Regions from separate parts of the Mus musculus genome. Here all the other regions are linked to region 1. The links are chromatin contacts, called in public Hi-C and promoter capture Hi-C maps. All regions are on one chromosome and are shown on one strand. The core of a region is the stretch at or near the end of the contact, and the rest is flanking DNA. Distances in the headings are between cores, read along the strand shown. Region 1 holds the start of Cisd1 (CDGSH iron sulfur domain 1). Region 2 overlaps Ank3 (ankyrin 3, epithelial). Region 3 has its middle 22 kb from the start of Zwint.

The links. Promoter capture Hi-C pulls out the DNA fragments that hold promoters and counts their contacts. Hi-C and Micro-C count contacts between places; a contact is called where the count stands out from the background.
Region 2: a promoter capture Hi-C map of liver shows a contact between it and region 1, with 5 times the contacts expected there. The contact joins the enhancer-like site here to the promoter of Cisd1 in region 1. A contact is called at or near these places in 2 of 39 promoter capture datasets (both in liver), 3 of 484 Hi-C or Micro-C datasets (embryonic stem cells and liver) and 2 of 115 datasets of contacts at active chromatin or transcription factors (hepatocytes and pancreatic cancer cells).
Region 3: a contact with region 1 is called in a Hi-C map of the G1E-ER4 cell line, with 2.5 times the contacts expected there. The contact joins the enhancer-like site here to the promoter of Cisd1 in region 1. A contact is called at or near these places in 8 of 39 promoter capture datasets (the 3T3-L1 cell line, cranial neural crest, embryonic stem cells and 4 more), 6 of 484 Hi-C or Micro-C datasets (the G1E-ER4 cell line, embryonic stem cells, pre-pro-B cells and 1 more) and 6 of 115 datasets of contacts at active chromatin or transcription factors (astrocytes, embryonic stem cells, large pre-B cells and 1 more).

Annotation. Positions count from the first base shown.
Region 1 is chr10:71,343,342-71,346,415 of GRCm38.p6, reverse strand. It overlaps Cisd1 (CDGSH iron sulfur domain 1), which reads left to right and starts at 1,567. Exons shown (of 3, transcript NM_134007.4): 1 at 1,567-1,692. The coding sequence starts at 1,662.
Region 2 is chr10:69,929,249-69,932,322 of GRCm38.p6, reverse strand. The region is part of intron 25 of Ank3 (ankyrin 3, epithelial); the gene reads right to left. Among named protein-coding and RNA genes, the nearest start is that of Gm33361, 9.3 kb to the right of the region's middle. Within about 2 kb of position 1,647, at least 29 of the 459 cell types and tissues checked have an H3K27ac peak or open chromatin away from gene starts, as enhancers often do. A contact at or near this core is called in hepatocytes, liver and pancreatic cancer cells, where this site is marked.
Region 3 is chr10:72,675,167-72,678,240 of GRCm38.p6, reverse strand. No RefSeq gene overlaps it. Among named protein-coding and RNA genes, the nearest start is that of Zwint, 22 kb to the right of the region's middle. Within about 2 kb of position 1,495, at least 10 of the 459 cell types and tissues checked have an H3K27ac peak or open chromatin away from gene starts, as enhancers often do. A contact at or near this core is called in the G1E-ER4 cell line, where this site is marked.

The DNA of each region.
Region 1 (3,074 bases), core at 318-2,817:
CTGGGGCACAGCAAATCCAAGCTCAGGTAGAAATGGTCTTTTCAGGAGATCCACCCAGCTAGCTGATCCCACCCAGCTAGCTTAGCAACCGTGTGTAACACAGCAGGCAGATCTCGGAATTCTTTTGCAATGTTAAAAGAAAACATGTGCTTGCTGTTTTCCTAAGAATCAAAGGGGTGGGGTCAGGGGATGCTGATTCATAGGATAATCAAAAGAGAACCTGGAATAAATAATTGAATTGAGGTGTAAATTTAAAAAGAAAAATGAAAAAAAAAAAAAAAACAAACCAGGACTTTTGAGCTAGCAGACAGCAATAACAGTTCTTTAGAATTTCCTCTAAGCGGGGCGTGGTGGCGCACGCCTTTAATCCCAGCACTTGGGAGGCAGAGGCAGGCGGATTTCTGAGTTCGAGGCCAGCCTGGTCTACAAAGTGAGTGCCAGGACAGCCAGGGCTATACAGAGAAACCCTGTCTCAAAAAACCAAAAGAAAAAAAAAAAATAGAATTTCCTCTAAGGAGAGCAGAGCTGTATGGAGATCTCTGGAGATCGAAAACAGCTCTTCAAGAATATTTTCTTGAGAGAATTTCCGACTTGGTTTGAAGATCCAATAATTTTTTGTAGCAGTTTTTCCTGATAGCTTCTAGTTTTACTAGCAGAGAAAGCTATCTCAATCAGAATTTGTAAAATAGCAAGAAAATCTGTCTACATCAGAGCAGAACACAGAGAGAAAAAGAGAGAGAGACAGACTGAAGGAGGGAAAGAGGGCGGGCAATTTGGAAAGCCATCTTAGCAGAACCAAGGCCGCCAGCTTGGACCCAAGTCGTTTGTTTTCGCCGCTCCCAGGCACCCCTTCTCTCAGAACCCCTCTCCATGCAGAAGCTGGTCCTAGGCATCTAAGCCACTGCAGCCTTCTAAATCGTTTTTCTAAGTGGACAGTCTACTTATGTTTATTTATTCATGGCAATGCTGGGAATTGAAGGCAGAGTGTTGTGCATGTTGGGCAAACACCATACCGTTGTGAAAGCAGAGAGCCGCTGAGCTGCTTCACCAGCCGAAGCAAGTTGTTTTTGTTTTTGTCTTTCTGGGACTTTCTGGATGCATGAGTGGCAGGGTCAGAGGCTGAAGGGATGGAGGCCCAATGTGGCTAGAGGAAGCTCTAGACACAGCTCCATCGATGCCCGTGTGCCTGCACTGGCATCCTAAGGCAAAATCTGTCTTTGCGGGACCCACAGTGGAGCTGGTCAGATTTGCAGGACCCACAGCTGAGCTGGCCACACCTTGTGTAACTTATTACCAAAAGTCAAAGGATCGGCAGGCCATCGGCCGACAGTCCTGCAGGTACTTGTCCTGAGTCACCTGAAACGCTCTCAACTGGACCGACGGTAAAACCCGGCCTGGATAGGCTCGCCCGGGCGGCGCAGACGCAGTCACCGCCTTGGCGCCTAAGGCTATCCCGCGGTTGTCAAATCCTCACCCGTCTGCCGGGTTGGACCAGCTGCGCATGCGCGACTCTACCGGCGCGCCGGCACACGCGCTCCCAGCTTGCCGCGGCGCCTGCGCAGTGGCAGTGAGTGGGCCCCGAGGTCGCGTCTTGCCCAAGTCTCCGCGGTCCCCAGCGCTCGCTCGCGCGGTCCTGCCACGGCCTTCCTGCTGCCCGCGCCATGGGCCTCAGCTCCAACTCCGCTGTGCGAGGTGAGCCGCCCGCGGCCGGTCCCCGCCACCCTTATCCGGACTGTCACCTTGACCAGCACAAGGGCAGGCGCAGGCCTGCGGAGCGCTCGGGGGATGCTGGTGCGGGCCGGCATCCCGGCCCTGGACCACTTCCCGGGCCAGCCACGCTGTGAGCAACCAAGATAGCGGGGCGCAGTCCACCCCAAAACGCTCCTGCGCTTCCTGAGACCCTGACACCGGGGACTGGTCACGTCGTAGGTGTTTTGCTTTTGCTGGCTTTGTAATTCTAGGTAAAGAAACCCAATCCAAGGTCTTCAATTTCCAAGTTTCTTTCGTACTTTGCATCCGGCCGCTGGTGACAGTGGTCTGAGAAACCACTGAAAATGGCCTTTTTCCCTAGCGTTGAAAACAGAAGTTTGTAGAAATCTGACTAGAATTGAATTTGTGAAACTTGGCTAGTGTAAAGTCCCTGGTGATCAACTGTTAAAATTACTACAACCTGTGCGATATGCGTGACTGACTGCCCCGATATAAAAACGCCACACCCCAGGGTTTGGTTACTTCTAACCTTTAGTTGAGTAAAAGTAAAAAAATTAAATTACAGTGAGCCCCACTGATTCATTCAGCAAATAGGGATCGTCTATACTGCTCGGTTCTGTAACTATCCCTAACGTGACCAGTCCCCAACGTCAGGGTGTCAGGAAGGACGGGGGTTTTGGGGGGTGAACCGTGCCTCTCTAGCCTGGTTGCCCACAGGGTGACTGACTGGGGAAGTGGGACCTTAGTTTTGTAGTAGGTTGGTTCTATATACTGGAAAGTTCTACTTAATATCGACGAAACTGACTGGGCAGATAGGGAGAACAAGTTTTTTATTTTATTTTCTTAACATTTATTTGTGTGAGTGTGTCTGTACCTAGTGCCATGGCTTGTGTGGAAGTGAATAGATAACTTGTAGGAGCGGATTCTCTTCCACCCTGTGAGTCCCAGGGATCAAACCCAGGTCATCCATCTTGACAGCAGGCACCTTTTCCCACTGAGCCATCATGCTAAAGCCCATGCAGATAGTTTAAAAATACTACAGACAAAAAGAAATGATTCTCTGCAAACTTTATTTTAAAGGGTAGCCATTTGGGGACTCCTTTAAATGCATCCACTTTGGTGAACTTAAGTTTTCTTCGTGGTTTTTAAAAATCTGTTTTGTTTGTCTTTTTGAGACATGATCTCTATAGCCCAAGCTAACCTTGAAATCCTCTTGTATCAACCTCTGCAGTGCTGAACCTATATAGGCCTGCCATCACACCTGGAAAAACAGTGTTCTTGGTAATAAGACGGTTGCATAAAATAAAATGCTCACATGATTTGTGGTGCAGTTGTTTTAATTTCGTAGGAACACTTGTATGTGG
Region 2 (3,074 bases), core at 398-2,897, 1.4 Mb after region 1:
TTTTAAGAACAGGCAAGATGGCTAAAAATACCGACAAATGTGCTTTTTTAAAAATTTGTTTTGTTTTGTTTTGTTTTTTAAAGAAAAGGTATCAAAATTAAATTCTTTAGATAGACTGAATTTCACAATTGAGATCTTAAAATCTGGACAATTTGGGGTCAAATCTGAGGTGAAACACATGGTGACTTTAGATACTCTGCTATGGCACGGAACCAGCACGGCACTGAAAAGATTTGCTATCTGATAACACTAGTTTTCTTTTTTCTTTCTTTCTTTTTTTTCATGATTTACTTATTTTATGTGCATTGGTGTTTTGCCTCCATATACGTCTGTGTGAGGTTGTCGGATTCCCTGGAATTGGAGGAACACACAGCTATGGGCTGCCCTGTGGGTGCTGGGAATTGAACCCAAGTCCTATGGAAGAATTGCCAGTGCTCTTCACCACTGAACCATCTCTCTGGCCCCAACAAGAGTGTTTAAGAGGAAGGCTTTGTTAGAGGTGCCTCTTCCAGTCCGACTATGGCACTTTTTACACTTAGCTGGGACTGTGTCTGCTGAGGTAGGGTCTGTGAGTGAGTCATTGGAAATCAGCTCTGGCTTTGCATACTAAGAGCTCTGGTTTGGAGCTGTCTCTCAAGGACAGTTTCAAGAAGGGGAATAGAAACTGTTGTTGGTTGTATTCCAGTAGATATTCACATACCCTGTATTCACATCCTTCTTTTCCTTGGTTTGACTCTTTTCTTCTTTCTTCTCGATACTCTTATCCTTTCTAGACTCTCCCATAGACCGTCCCTGAATTTTTCAGGGTGCAGCCCACACTCTGCCTGTGTGGACCCTTAAACTGAAAGCCAGTAGATTATGAGGACATGGGAGGATGATTCTAAAATATCATCTTGGTTAAGGCTCCACATATCCACCTAAGTCCTGTGAAGCACGGTTATCACTAATCTGAGTCTTGGGTTAATGGCTTTCTCATGATCCTCTGGGAAGGAGGAGGATGGTGGCTTCGAGGAACAGCTCCAATATCCACTCTCGCTACTCTACTTAACTGGCAGGCTTTCAGAAAAGGATATTCTGTCACCTCTTTGTGACGAGGTTTCCCATCTAACCCTTCATGAAGCAGAGCTTCCGGATGGGAAAGAGCTGAGGTGAAGCGTAGACTTGACTCTCCTACCATAATATATCTCCAACTAGTGTTATACACACTGACCCCTTTTATCTTGGGGTCCTCATTGGTAATATCATGGTCCTCATAGAGAATGAGGACCATGGGAAATTAGTAGTTTGCTTTGTAATATTGCCTACTTAACTGATAACGAGTGTCCAAGCTGGAGTCATGGCATCTCTAGCAGTTGACTCAGTCAGATTTTGGCATCATCTTTGCCTTGTGCGCATGTGCAAGTGGGAAGCCAGCAAAGACTACAACAAGGAATACATGCCCGCTTTGCACAGTGGGATCTCCTCCCCAGTGCCTGCTGGCTGCAATATCATCAGCCATTACACACATCACTCTAAGTGCTACTACGCAGAGGCTGGGTCGTTCCTTCAGGACCAGAGTCTCAGCTTTCACTGAATCTCATGTTCATGGCTCTGACTCACAACTAACATTCATTCCAAGGCCGTTACCAAACATGCTTAGCAAATATTTACTGACTGTGTCCAGCGCCATCCAGGCACAGAGGCGCTTCCCCAGGAGGCCACGGGGCTGCATGGCCATGCTGGTCATGTGACCAAGCTTTCTTTCTCATCTTTTTTTCTTCATATTATTCCTCTTTCTAGACCCTTAGTATCTCTTCAATAAAGCTTTGCTTGAGCGCTTTCCTTCATTACTGTTCTTTTACTTTCTAAATCACACATTTCTGCAAATCAGGACCGGCATTACATGATACATCAGAGATGGGCCGTAGTTGTAGGCGTCTATAGGCAAACATTTAAAAGCTTTTAAGAGGGGTTACGTAATTGTGATCTTTCCCACTTTCAAATGTAAGCTTTGTGAATCCTTCGCCCCCCTGATTGTCCTTCAGTGGCAGCTGCAGGTCAGAGCTCAGACTTGGTTCTGACCACAGAAAGGCTTCAAGTTGTGATTCCTAAGGGAACCTACCAAGGGTCACCCCAACGCCCTGATTCACCACCGAACACTCGGGACCAGAAAAACGTTGATTGTTTACATAAGGGCATCTAGAAAGCTTTAAGTTGATTTGTTGTTATGTTTTGCTTTGCTTTTTCAAGACAAGATTCTTTGTGTAGCGTTCCCTGGCTGTCCTGGAACTTGTTCTGTACACCAGGCTAGCCTCAAACTCAAGAGATCCACCTGCCTCTGCCTCCAGAGTGCTGGGATTAAAGGCGTGCACCATCACCATATAGCCTTCAGTTGTTTTTTGACTATGGTCAGGAGATTATTTGTAGCCATCGTTGTAACTTAAGTGTTAGATGCAGGACCCGTTAGAAAACCGTGCTTCCTTGGGCTAAAACGTTATTAGGATGTCTAGGACAGCTCAAACAAGCAGCCACCAGCAAACAGACTGGACTTTTCTTTAGAACCAACAAACCCTTTTTACTTTGGTCATGCGTTCTATAAAACTTGTTAAGGGAGGGTGAACTGCTTAACTGTTCATTCACTATTATATAGGTAAGATTTCTTTTTCACAGATTTTTGTTTTTCCCCTTTCCCAAGCATAACTGATTTCCTAAAACAAAAAAAAAAAAAAAAAAAGAATTTTTTTAAAAAGCACATTGTAGGCTAGCACAGCACAGCACAGCACAGCACAAATGTCAAAAAACAAAAACCAAACCAAAAAAAAAAAAAATGGGAATATGGGTTGGGGACAGGCAGAGTAACACTACAGAAGCGCCACATTTCTTACCTTATCTTGGGACTATTTTAAGGTATTTTTAGAAAAAAAAAAAGTAAAACCAAGAGAAAAGGAATGTAAAAATAAAATAAAATCAGACAGGGAAAAAAAGAAAAAAAACAAATGTTATAGTTGAATGAATCATACAGTGAATGTCCCTTTAAATGTTACATTCAGGATAATTGACTTGATAATGCTTCAATGATATGCTTTAGAAACATT
Region 3 (3,074 bases), core at 246-2,745, 1.3 Mb before region 1:
ATATGCAGCTGGAGCCACGAGTCCCTCCATGTGTATTCTTTGGTTGGTAGTTCAGTCCCTGGGAGCTCGGGGGTGGGGGTGGGGGTTGAGTTTTTTGTTCTTCTTATGGGGTTGCAAATCCCTTCAGCTCCTTCAGTTCTTCCCCTAATTCTTCCATTGGGGTTCCCGTGCTCAGTCTGATGGTTGGTTTTGAGCATCCACATCTGTATTGGTCAGGCCCTGGAGAAGCCTCTCAGGGGTCAGCTATACATCAGGCTCCTGTCAGCAAGCTTTTCTTGGGATCAGCAATAGTCTCTGGGTTTGGTGTCTGCACATGAGATGGATCCCTAGGTGGGGCAGTCTCTGGATGGCCTTTCCTTCACTCTCTGCTCTAATCTTTGTCTCTGCATTACCTTTAGACAGGAGCAATTCTAGGTTAATACTTTTGAGATGGGTGGGTGGCCCCATCCCTCAACTGGAGGGTGTGCCTAACCACTGGGTATGGTCTCTACAGGTTCTCTCTCCCCTTTGTTGGGTATTTCAGCTAATGTCATCCCTGTTGGGTCTTGGAAACCTCTTGCTTCCCTGACATCTGGGACTTTCTAGTGGCTACCCCCGGATCCCCATCCCCAATATTGAGAGTAGTGGAGTACACTCCTCTGTTCAATTTCCTGACCCTCTGTATTTCTACAGTCTCCTTCCACAGAATCCTGCCCTCTTTTCCCCTCCCCCTCCTCTCTCCCTCCAGAATCCTTCCCTCCCCACTACCTCCTGTAATTATTTTGTTTCCCCTTCTAAGTAGGACTGAAGCATCCACACTTTGGTCTTCCTTCTTCTTGAACTTCATATGGTCTTTGAGTTGTAGCATGGATATTCTGAGCTTTTTGCTTAATATCTGCTTATCAGTGAGTACATACCACATGTGTTCTTTTGAGTCTGGGTTATCTCACTCAGGATGATATTTTCTAGTTCCATCCAATTGTCAGTGAATTTCATGAAGTCATTATTTTTAATTGCCGAGTAAGTGCTGGGACATCTGGGTTGTTTTCAGCTTCTGGTTATTATAAATAAAGCTGCTATGAACATAGTAGAGCATGTGTCCTTGTTATATGTTGGAACATCTTTTGAGTATATGCCCAGACGTGAAATATCACAAGAGTCTTTAAGGGACTCTAAGAAAACTTCCTTCTGAAACTTCATGAGCTTCCATCATCTCACTACTCTCAATATTCTAAACTACCACAAAATAGCTCACTGAGCTCTGAGCACCCAATGGATTTTCCAGTCTAAATGTTTCAAAACCCTTCCACAATCCTGCTCAAAATATGTTCTTCTCTATCAGAAGGACACTTCAATCTCTGGTACCTTTTTGTTGTTGTTGTTCTGGTGGGGTTACTACCGCAGTAATAAAACACCATAACTAAAAGCAACTTGGGGAGGAAAGGGCTTATCTCACCTAACAGCTTGTAGTTCATCACCCTGGTGAGTCAAAGCTCAAAGCAGGAACTGAGAGGCCATGGAGGAGTGCAGCTTACTGGCTGGCTCCTTATCACTTGTTCAGCCTGATTTCTTAAAGCACTTAGATCATGGGGAGGGGCATGGATCATTATGAGCAGTGCTCTCTCATATCAATCTTCACTTAAACACACACACACACACACACACACACACACACACACACAAGGGTTTGCCACAAGCCCAACTAGAGGGAGCATTTTGTTATCTGAGGTTCCCCTTCCAAAAGGATTCTAACTTGTATCACCTTGACCTAAAGCTAGCCAGCACACCTCTTGGACTGAAAGGCTGCTGATAATGTATCAAAGACTGAGATATGTAGAATGTAGGTCTCTTGTCCATAGGACCCCTGGCTTTCTAGCAGCCATGATGATATGCTTATGAGACTCGTGCGAGTCTGTGAGGCAGTTCCTTTAAGCTTAATGAAAAGAGACTTCTTGAAGAAAGTGTCCTGTCGTGTCTAGAAGCCCATCGGGTGACACAGTGGTAACTGCAGGTAGAGTAGCTGTTAAGAGGGTTTTGTGGCTGAGTTAAGGCAGTGCCATCATCTGCTTCTGACCCCATTTGTGTCTCAAGCTGCCGAGGGAAGTTTTGCATCTAACCACAGGAAGCATTGGCCCACCAGATTTCTTGGAGTTGTTACACATATGCACCATAACCAGTTAGAAAGGACAGGAGTCCATTCAGCCTTCGCTGCTGCAGTGTTTCAGAATAGATTATGACTCTATATCTTTATACAAATATTGTCTATGTATCTCTAAACACATGTAGATCTGTGTTTCATTTTGAGTCATTCTACTGTGAATATAACTATTTTGTATTTAATCTTATTGAAAAGTTACCATAGTTTAAATCAAATAGAGAATACTGTGTATGAATGCTCACCTAAAAGTAGGCATCCAAAGGCTAAGGATAGAAGGGGAATTACCTAATATGTAGAAGACCCTGAGCTCAAGCTCCAGCAACGGTATACTAATTATTAATCAACAGCACATATTCAGTTTCTCAATTTAGGAGTAATGACTTCATTGGCAGTTGTGGCTTTTACATAACTAATAATTTACTTTCAAATGCAACAACTTCTAATTTCTTTGAACGGAGACTACATTACTGTAGATCTTTGACATTTTCAAAGACTAGATCCTACTACTGTATGCTGCACTTTTTGCTAACCATTTGGGTAATAGCATGATAATATAGTAATATATGCTCTAAGACCTAATTCCATAAATAACAATTAGAGAAAACAGTATAGTGTGGTCTGTGTCTGTGAGCCCATCCAACCTTGTTCCCACCACTGCCTCTTCCTTTACGTATTAGTCTTGTTTGCAACTTGTGTTTTAGCAAAATGCTAAATCATCACACAATACTGATTTACAAACAATCAACTCCACAAATGTTTACACGAGAGGAAGTATCCTGGCTGTTTTTAGATTCTTCTACAACTTTTTCCTTTCCAGAGGGCTGGAGTTACAAGGACATGCCTCGCTGCTGAACTTGCACATCAGTAAACATGCTGCACACTGAGCCCTTTTGGTAGAGGTCATTGGTTGAGTCCAGTATTCTAAATACTTTTTTTT